Regions from separate parts of the Sus scrofa genome. Here region 2 is linked to region 1. A link is a contact called in public HiChIP or PLAC-seq data. All regions are on one chromosome and are shown on one strand. The core of a region is the stretch at or near the end of the contact, and the rest is flanking DNA. Distances in the headings are between cores, read along the strand shown.

Evidence for each region. HiChIP or PLAC-seq counts read pairs in DNA pulled down with a chosen protein or histone mark.
Region 2: an H3K27ac HiChIP or PLAC-seq map of skeletal muscle shows a contact between it and region 1, with 6 times the contacts expected there. The contact joins the promoter of KSR1 here to the enhancer-like site in region 1. A contact is called at or near these places in 1 of 5 promoter capture datasets (liver), 26 of 47 Hi-C or Micro-C datasets (blood, brain, embryonic fibroblasts and 12 more) and 2 of 2 datasets of contacts at active chromatin or transcription factors (alveolar macrophages and skeletal muscle).

The regions. Positions count from the first base shown.
Region 1 is chr12:44,117,237-44,122,470 of Sscrofa11.1, reverse strand. KSR1 (kinase suppressor of Ras 1) reads right to left here. Exons shown (of 19, transcript XM_021067472.1): 14 at 2,885-2,981. Among named protein-coding and RNA genes, the nearest start is that of LGALS9, 35 kb to the left of the region's middle. Within about 2 kb of position 3,275, at least 24 of the 83 cell types and tissues checked have an H3K27ac peak or open chromatin away from gene starts, as enhancers often do. A contact at or near this core is called in fetal skeletal muscle, liver, omental adipose tissue and 3 more, where this site is marked.
Region 2 is chr12:43,924,216-43,929,449 of Sscrofa11.1, reverse strand. KSR1 (kinase suppressor of Ras 1) reads right to left here and starts at 2,228. Exons shown (of 19, transcript XM_021067472.1): 1 at 1,524-2,228.

The DNA.
Region 1 (5,234 bases), core at 2,026-4,525:
AAAAAAAGAAAGGCAGCATCACCGAGACCTGGTCCAACCAGTCTGTGCTCCTGCCCAGCACCCACCTACTCCTTGGATGAGGTGTGGAAGGGTGAAGGGTGGGGAGCTGGGGCGTCAGGGAGTGTATACGCCGTGATGACGCCCTCCATGTTAAATCATAAAAGACCCGAGCGATCTGGGGTCTCTTTGGGGCTGTGCACAGCTGGCCTCTCCCCTCAGCCTGGGCGAGGGATCGGGGGGTGGGGAATAGAGAATTCCCACAGAGGGGGGTCCCCGAGTTCAGGCGGCCCCCCGTCCGTGCTGTGGTGGAAGAAGTCCTGGCCTAAGACTGAACTCCAGCCCAGATTTTAATTCACTGTGTGGCCTTGGACTCAGCCTCTGTGCCTCAGTTCCCCTCATCGGTCAAGTGATGAGGTGGGGGTGGGTGATTTCTAACCATTGCTATTTGACTGGACACTGGCCAGGGCATGGGCTGTGGGGGACCTGACCCAGGCCTGGCTCATCCAAAGCCAAAGCCGTCTTCTGTCACCAAGCCCAGGAGGAGGAGACAGGGAGGAGGGTACAAGATGCCATGACTGAAATGGGCGTCCCTGCCAGGTCAGAAAGAGGCACGGGTGAAGCCACCTCCCAATCCAGGGTTCTCCACGCATGAGAAATCTCCCTGCCTTCAAAGGTATCTGGGGGTGAGGAATGGGGGGGTAAACAACGAGCCAGATTTAGGAAACAGAGAGGATGAGCTGGGAGGCAGAAACAGGCAGAACTCAGCCGCGGCCAGAGCTCGGTCTGTGTGCAGCTGGAGCGCGTCAGAGAAGAATCCACCCAGGGCAGCTGCTGTTCTGCAAGAGACAGGAGGGTGCGGGGCCGCTGCGGCCACTTCCCTCGGGTCTGCCAAGAGCTGTCATCCTGCCCAGAAGCAGGCAGCTCCAGGAAAGAGGACTTGCTCTTTCCCCAACTCCACCCTGCATGTAAGAAGGCCCCTCCTTGATGATCTGCCCATGTCCCAAACCAAAGCAAGCCTTCCCCAGTGACCGGAGAGCACCAAAGGCCTCATCTTTGGTTGAACAGGGACCAGCTGTGTGACTGAGGACAAGTGACTGTACCTCTCTGAACCTTGGTTTTTGTTTTTTGTTTTTGTTTTTGTCTTTTCCAGGGCCACTCCTGTGGCATATGGAGGTTCCCAGGCTAGGGGTCCAATAGGAGCAATAGCCTCAGGCCTATGCCATAGCCGTAGCAACGTGGCATCTGAGCTGTGTCTGTGACCTACACCACAGTTCACGGCAACGCCGGATCCTTAACCCACTGAGCAAGGCCAGGGATCGAACCCGCAACCTCATGGTTCCCAGTTGGAATCGTTAACCACTGAGCCACAACAGGAACTCCCTCTGAAGCTTGTTTACATTAAATATGTACCATGGCCTTAAACGGGCAGCTTAAAGAGACAAGAGAGAAAGTTCTGGGGGGAGTTTCCTGGTGGTGCAGGGGGTTAAGGATCCAGTGTTGCCACTGCTGTGGCTGGGGTCACTGCTATGGTGCAGGTTCAATCCCTGGCTCTGGAATTTCTGCATGCCCTGGGTGCGGCCAAAAAGGAGGGGAAAAAAAAAAAAAGAGTGCCTGAATCTGGAACACAATCTCTCCTTCCTCCCCATAATTTCACAAAGTCTCCAGAGTGGCCCCCAGATCCTCTAGCCAGAGGTCAGTCCCATGTTATTGTATTTTGAGACTTAAAATATCAGAGATGACTACAAAAGGAAGTAGCTTCGAAGTTCCCAGAAGAAGGGTGGGGGAAAGTCAAATAAGCCAGCAGAGAGGCGGCTTCCGGCTCCATAGCGCCAAAAGCTTGGAGTGACTTTTCTCTTCTGCCCTGGAATCTTCCAGATGGTTCCTTCAGCCTGACTCAGCCTAGCATATCCCCTCTCAGGAGCCAGACAGACTCCTCCAGGGCCCTGGGGGAGAGAAAATTGTTTGGGGGAGGAGGGAAGAGGTGGGGAAAGGGCTTGGCAGGTTTGGGAGCATCACGAAATAGCTTTGACACTGCGGCTCCCCCCAGCTTCTCTGCACTGAGGCCTGGCTGCAAGTGCCATATTCCGGTTTGAGGGCTGAATGCATTAGTTGAATGCATTAGTTTAGCCACACAGGAATGTCACGTGGGAATCTGGGTATTCCTAAGTTATGGAGATATTTGTCTTTTCCTTTCTAGAGAGACACACAAAAGGGATGGAACGGGGATGGAGAGAAAAAGAAAAGAAGGCAAGACTGAAGGCAGGAAAGGGACCAAAACCTGGTAGGAGCTGGTAAGAGAACCACGAACTACAAGAAGAACCAAGAAAGAGGAAGCCCTAGCCAGCATCAATCTAGTTTTTCTCTGGGCCTGTCTGTTGCTAAATAAAGGAACAAATGAGATGGAAGCAAAAAAAAAAAAAAAAAAAAGCTGCTGCTTGAGCTAAGCCTGAGGGCCTGATCTCATGAAGCTCGGATTTGGAAAATTTAAGGCAGAACCTCTGCCCCAAACCTTAATCAATTCTAACTGACTCTCATCAAGCACCAGGCCAAGGCCTAGTGCTCCCTCTGGATTATTCTATTTTACTTTTGCACCAGTCCAACGAGGGAGGTGACGCCAGCACCCCCATCTTGCAGGGGAGGAAGCCAAGGTTCAGAGAGGCTAACCAACTTGCCCAAAGTCACCCAGCTGGCATGACCAAGATTCAAACTCAGGCCATCTATTGCGTTTCTCCAGGGTGTCCAGCACCCATCGGATGAGACACGGACAGAGGGAAGGAGGTGGGGTTCCCCCCCCTTGAGGTCCCTCTCGTTGCCACCACCCTGACACAGGCACTCAAATCAGGGGACGGCCGGGAGCTGTGGGACCAGCCAGCCACCCCTTTACCTTGATGATCTCCTGGGCGATCTGTCTGGTCTTGTTGATGTCCAGCGACGTCTTGGGGTCCCTCACAAACGAGTGCAACGTCCGTCCCTTGCAGAAGCTGTGAGGAGGGGCGCGTCAGCCAGAGGGCAGGGGCCCGTGCAGCCCGCTCCAGCCCCTGTGGAGCCTGGTAGGGGCAGGGGCAGGGCCGTGCCCACCTCCTCGGGAGCGCTCTCCACCCCCTGGACTGTGGGCGCCAGAACACTCGTTCTCCACCAGCCTGGCACCTGTTCCTGCTGGGGCCTGGCCATGACAGGCAAGGACACGTGTTCCCCGAGGCCCAGGGCTACCCGCCCCAGAACAGAAAGCTCAGTTCACCAATCCTCCTGGCAATTCAGAGCAGCCCCCCCTCGGGGTGGGGGCTGCTGAGGCAGGACCACGCCCACTCAGACTCAGGTGAGGAAGAACCTGGCCTCTGCAGGCGATACCCAGGCAGCCCTGGGCCCCGGGACTCACCGTATTGATTCTCGTGCTCCTGTGGTTTTCTGATCACAAGGATTTTATTACAGTACAGAGTGTGCAGGGGGGAGGGGCTGGCCGTCTGGGGCATCAGAGCAATTATGAGGTTAGGGGCTCATGTTCTGGGGTTTCCACCTGCACTGACTCCTCAAACCCAGGGTGAGGAAGCACCTAGAAAGAATATGCTGCCTCGGAGTTCCTGTCGTGGCTCAGGGGAAACGAATCTGACTAGGAACCATGAGGTTGTGGGTTCAATCCCTGGTCTCGCTCCGTGGGTTAAGGATCCAGTGTTGCTGTGAGCTATGGTGTAGGTCACAGACGCGGCTCAGATCTGGTGTTGCTGTGGCTGTGGTGCAGGCCAGTGGCTACAACTCCAATTTGACCCCTAGCCTGGGATCCTCCATATGCCATGGGTGCGGTCCTATAAGGACAAAAGACAAAAAAAAAAAAAAAAAAAAAAAAAAAAAATGCTGCCTCATTCCTGTTCCGGGGAGAAACCGACTTAAACCACCTGAGGAAAGGGCTAGTTTTTAGGGACCGTCTCCAAGGAGATAAGATTCTTGGACCCTCAGGGTCTGGAATATTGGCTGGTGGTTCCTTATCTGGGTTCCAGTCGCCTCAGCATATTTGAAAACATGTGAACTTTCAGTTAATATGCTTTGATTCTCGTGTCATACGTATTCCCTTTCTGTAGACTCAGGTCTCTCCTGGGACTGAGTGGATGAGAGGGAGATGGAGAGACCGAGGGTGGACAAGGCTGAGGCTGGGCCCTGGGGTGCTGAGCTGTGTCACCACAGCAAGACTCCTGCTTTGGGCTGGAATTTTGTCCCCTTGGTGTGGTGGATGGCCTGGTGACCTCATGCTGGTGGGTGGTGGCTTATGCCTCTGATAGACAAGCAAGATAGAAAGTATTATTGTTTTTTTTTTTTTTTTAGGGCTGCACCCGTGGCACATGGAAGTTCCCAGGCTAGGGATTGAATCAGAGCTGTAGCTACTGGCCTACACCACAGCCACAGCCACGCCAGATCCAAGCCACGTCTACAACCTACACCACAGCTCGCGGCAACAACAGATCCTTAACCCTCTAAGCGAGGTCAGGGATGGAACCTGCATCCTCATGAATTCTAGTCAGGTGGTTCTTAACCAGCTGTGCCACAATAGGAACCCCCTGGAAATTATTTTTTACCTAGTAAATAAATATCGTTTGAGGCGAAAACGCTTCTTTCAAAGCACGGGGTCCAGCTATAAGGGATATCATCAGAATATTAATGAGGGTTCTCTTGGCTGACGGGATTAAAGCGACTTTTAGGTTTTTTTCTTGACTCCTCCACATCTATTCCAAAAATTCTTCACTAACCTCGTAATGCTTTACCTGACCTTAGGAGGGAATACCCGACAACAACGGTCTCAATGCCACGGGCAAAAGGTTTCAGTTTGTCACCTTCCTGGTGCTCAGGGAGAACGGACGCTCATTCACTGGGGGTGGGAGAGGAAAGGGGCGAGCACTCTCCGGACTAGAAACGGACAAGGAACCTCCGGACAGGACACACACACACTCCGATGTAGCCCCCCAAACGCAGTCTCCAAAGTCCACCAAGATACGGAAACAGATGTTCAATGATGACAAAGTGTCCGGCACCAAATAATCTAAGGGAGGACCAGTGATCGGAACCCAGAGAGAATCAGGGCCCGGCTGCGGGACTTCACTCAATTCCATGCCACTTTCAGTGACACCACATTGGTAACTTGAAATCTACCGCAGTGATGGACAGATGCCACGAACAAGGGCTTCCTCCCCTCCACCCGAGAGCTGCTTGTTAAGCTTTTCCAGCACATCGGGGGGTTCAACTGCATG
Region 2 (5,234 bases), core at 979-3,478, 190 kb after region 1:
AAAAAAAATAAAAAAATAAAAATGCTGACTTTTCAAAAAACCAAATCTTCAATGTCCATGGGAGATATGAAGCCACCACACTGTCATAAAGCCACCATAGATTAACTGTGCTGATGCGCCTTCTGGTACATTCATGAAATTGTCCACTCCTGGGATTCCAATCCCCCATATCACCTTTTCCCCTTGCCCTACCCTTGAACTTAGGTTCTTCAAAAGTCTTTTCTTAGGACGACTTCTTCCCAAGAAGCCCTAGTGCAAAGAGACCCTCACGAATATTCCCCTCCAGAATGACAACTGGTGCAGCTACTACAGAAAACAGTATGAAGATTCCTTAAAAAACTAAAAATAGCGTCACCATATGATCCAGCATCCTACTCCTGGACATATATCCAGATAAAACTATAATTCAAAAAGATTCATGCACCCCTATGTACACAGCAGCATCGTTTACAGCAGCCAAGATATGGAAACAACCTAAATGTCCATCAACAGAGGAAGAGATATGACGATGTGGTGTGTATATACAATGGAATACTACCAGCCATTAAAAAGAATGAAATAATGCTATTTGCAGCAACGTGGATGGACCTCGAGAGTCTCGTACTAAGTCAGAAAAAGACAAATGCCATACGATATCGATTATATTGGAATCTTTTTTTTCCATTGTACCCACAGTATATGGGATTCCTCGGCTAGAGATGGAATCAGAGTCACAGCTGTGACCTATATCACACCTATACCAGATCCTTAACCCATTATGCCACAACCGGAATCCCTACAGAATCTAAAATATGATACACACACAAAAATGACACAAATGAACTTATCCACGAAACAGAAACAGACTCACAGACATAGAGAACAGATTTGTGGTTGCCGAGGGGAAGGAGGGGTAGAGAGGGGGAAATTGGGAAGTTGGGACTAGCAGATGCGAACTATTATATATAGAATGGATAAATGACAACGCCCTACTACACAGCACAGAGAACTACACTGAATATCCTGTGATAAACCATAATGGAAAAGAACGTGAAAAAGAATATATACACATATAACTCGATCACTTTGCTGTACAGCAAAAATGAATACAGCATCGTAAATAAACTATATCTCAATAAAATAAATTACAAAAAAGAAAAAAATCTTCCCCTTTAATCCTTCAGGCCTGCTCTGACAGGCCTAGATCCTAGAGTAAAATCAGCCTAGGCAATAGTAATGGCTAAAATTCACTCATTCATTCATTCATTCAATTCATTCAACAAGTATTTCCTGGGTTCCTAGTTTTCACCAGACAGTTTTCTAGATGTTAGAGATACAGCAGTGCCCAAAGAAAGACAACAGACAGAATCTCTGCCTTCATGGAGCCCAAATTCTGGAAGAGTCTCTAGTGCTTATCAGACGCCAAGCTCTGCTATAAGCATCTTCTGAGTCCGAACTCATTTAATCCTCACAATAACTCTGTACGTTATTATACACCCAGTTTACAGGTGAGGAAATTGAGGCAACAAGATAAGGTACCTTACCTGGTAATAATAATGACCATCATTTCCTGCGTCCTTTCGCCACGTCAGCCGTGGGGGGAAGGGGAGGTATTTTACTGGAATGAGTCTCCCTGCCTCCTGGGAGCCTGGAGGGAAAGCAGAGGAGAGAGGCACCCATCCAGAGGGGCCGGCACTGGGCGCAGAGGGACACCTCCTTGCAAAGCCAGTCAGCTGGGTGCTCAGTCCACGCTGGGGCTGGGTCACCACCCAGTAACTTCAGGCTCCACCTGGGAAGCAAGTGGAGCCCTCAGCTTCTGTAGCTTCCAGGGGGTGACACTGTTTCAGGGCCCAGAAATGATCCGAATCTGGGAAATATTATTGTCTGCAAACCTTGTACTGGAAACATCACGGGGGAGCAGGTTGGCAGCGAGGAGGGAAAAATTAATACCTGCGTGTCTGCAGGGAAAATCACGGGCCTGGGGGGCCCAGAGTGCTGAGTTCCAGTCCCGCGCCTCTCAGGATGGGCTGCTCTGCCTTGTCAAAACACACCCCTCTCCCAGGTCCGGATTTCCCCATCTGTGACCGTTCGGGGTCTGATTTCGGGCAGAGGGTAGGCAAGAGCAAGGTCAGAGGTCTTGTTCTGCTTCCCCTGCTCCTCATCAGCCAGGGAAGGGGGTCCCGGGGGTGGGGGTGGAGGGCGGCCAGGGAAGCGGGCTCCGGCTCTGCTCGCGCGTCCGGGGAAGGCGGGCTCGGCCGCCCCCTGCCGGCCGGGAAGCTCCCAGCGGCCCGAGATCCAGGTCTGCTGAGCTGGGCACTGGATTATGTCACTCGGGAGAAAGGAAATGAGTCATCACCCCCCGGGGGCCTTAGGGCGGCCGGGCCAGTGAGGAGTCGCGGCCACAGGAACCCGGGACAATGGCGGGAAGTGAGAGGAATGTGGGCCTGGCTGCAGCAGCGCGGGCCCCCTCCGTGACCCCTGACCCCAACCCAGCAGAAAGCCTCACACTCCGGGGGGGATAGCTGGGGGCGGGAGGGCAGTTGGAGGCAGCCGGGTGGGGTGGCTGGAGGACGATGGGGTAAAGCCATATGGGGGCGCCCCAACCTGAAGAACCGGCAGGTCATCTTTCCATCGGCCTAGCCCGGCCCCCTAGTGGCTCCCCATTGTCCCTGGAATAGTGCTCAAACTTGACGGAAGATCAGAATAATCCCATGGGCTGGTTAAAACCCAGATCTCCAGGCCCCCCACCAGAGTAGGTCAGGGCTGGGGCAACAGCAGTGCATTTTTAACAAACTCCTAGTAGCTGATGCTGAGGCAGGAGTCCTGGGACCACGACCCAAGCCACTTAGCTGGCCTATTGTTCTGTGTGTCCAGCCTCACCTCTCTCCACTTCCTACCTCCTGCACACATGCTCTAGCAAGACTCAACTACTTGCTCTTTGCTATTTCTTTCTTCTGTGTGTTTACACTGGCTGTTTCCTTTGATGGAAATACCTTCCCCTCATTTCACTGCTGCCCAAACTGGCTGACTTCTACCAACACTTAAAAATCTCCTCCATGATGTACATCAAAGGGCACAAATAACAGAGTGAAGAGGCCGCCCACAGGTCAGGAGAAAATACTTGCAAACTCTACACGATAAGGGGTCGCTATCCAGAATATATAAAGAACTCCTATGAACCAACAACCAAAAAACACGCCACAGGATTTTTAAACGGGCAAAGGATTTGAATAGACATTTCTCCAAAGAAGATCCAGGAATGGCCCATAAGCCCAAGAAAACATACCCGATATCGCTAATCTTTAAAGAAATGCAAATCAAAACCGCAATGAGATACCACTTCACCCATTAGGATAGCTATTATGGAACACCAAGTCATCTGAAGTGTTGAAAAGGATGTGGAGAAACTGGAACACTTGTGCACTGTTGGCGGGGACGCAAAATGGTGTGGCTGCTGTCAAAAACAGTATATGGTGGTTGCTCAAAATGAGGAATATGATCCAGTGATTCTATTTCTGCATATATACCAGAAAGAATTGAAAGCAGATACTTGAAGAGATATTTGTACTCCCATGTTCATAGCAGCTTTATTCACAGCAGCTAAAAGGCAGAAGAAATCCAAGTATCGATTGACTGAAAGGATAACAAAATGTGGAGTATAAATACAATGGAATATTATTTAGACTTAAAAAGGAAGGAAATTCTGCAGTTCCCACTGTGGCGGATCCAGCCTTGCAGCAGCTGTGGCATAGGTCACAGCTGCAGTTTGGATTTGATCCCTGGCCTGGGAACTTTCACATGCTTAGGGTGCTGCCCCCCCCCAAAAAAAAGGAAGGAAATTCTGACACATAATACAACATAGACGAACCTTGAAGACATGAAGCTAAGTGAAATAAGCCAGTCACCAAAGGACAAAAATGATAAGTTTCCACTCATAGGAGGTACCGAGGCAGTCAAATTTTAGAGGCAAAAGAATTGCCAGGGGCAGAGTGGGGAAGGGGAGGTTGGGGAGTTACTGTCTAATGGGTAGTTTCAGTTTTTCAAGTTGAAGCATTCTGGGGACGGATGGTAGTGACAGTTGCACAGCAGGGTGAGTGTACTTAGAGCCACTGAACTGTACACTTAAAAATGGCTATGACGATAAATTTTAGGTCATGTGTATTTCACCATAATTAAAATTGGAATTTAATTAAAATTAAAACAGTCTCCCTGGCAGCCTCTGAGTGCCTGCTTCCCTTCCCCTTCCAGAAAAGATCAGGCCTTCTTATTTGCTCCCAACATACCTAATACCTCCAGGAAAGCACGTGTCACACACTGCAGAGGTTTTGGCATTTATTTTTGTTCACACATTTATTGTTAAATGGACAGTGGGCTCCTTGAGGGTGGAAAACCGCTCAATTCTTTGCCCTCCGCACATAAAAAAGTGAGGTGAAGAGTTCCATCTGTGGTGGGGTGGGTTAAGAATCCGACTGCAGCAACTTGGGTCACTACTAAGGCACAGGTTCAATCCCCAACACAGAACAGTGGGTTAAGGGATCAGGCATTGCAGCAGCTGTAGTGTAGGCCACAGCTGCAGCTCAGATTCAACCCTGGCTGGGGAACTTCCATATGCTGTGGGTATAGTCATAAATTTTAAAAAAAAATGAGGCGAGAATTTAGTAAAGCTTTGACCCACAAATGGATGAGGGATGAAGGTCAAGGATGAGTGGATGTGTAGGTGGGTGGATGTGTAGGTGGATGGACGAATTAACAAACGTGTGGGTAGATGGATAGCTGAGCCCAAAGGGTAAAGCGGCCCACCCCTGCAATCACTCTGGCATTTTGCAATGGAATGGGAGCCTGTCCCGAGGGACCTGGCACTGTGGGGTCGACAGCTCAGACACTTTTCCAAATCTGGACATGAGTTTTGAGCAGAAGCCCTTAGCCAGGGATTCCCACACACACCCTTTGGCAAATGTCATGATAAAACTGAATGAGTCCTGAGACCTGCATTCTTTTCCCTGCTCTGCACTTGCTCCATGACCTTGACCAAACAGCTCACTCTGTCCTGGGCCTCTACGTCCCCATCTATAAAGTGGGAAAAGGGCAAGGAGCTAAGGTTTTGCCTGGCTCTAAATCTCATCTTTTTTTTCTCTTTAATCCATTTTTTAAAGTTAGTGATGAAATATTTTCAATCAAAAGTACAAAAAATACTATAACAGACTTGCCCACACAGATTTAACAAATGTTAACGTTTGCTATATTTGCTTCAGATT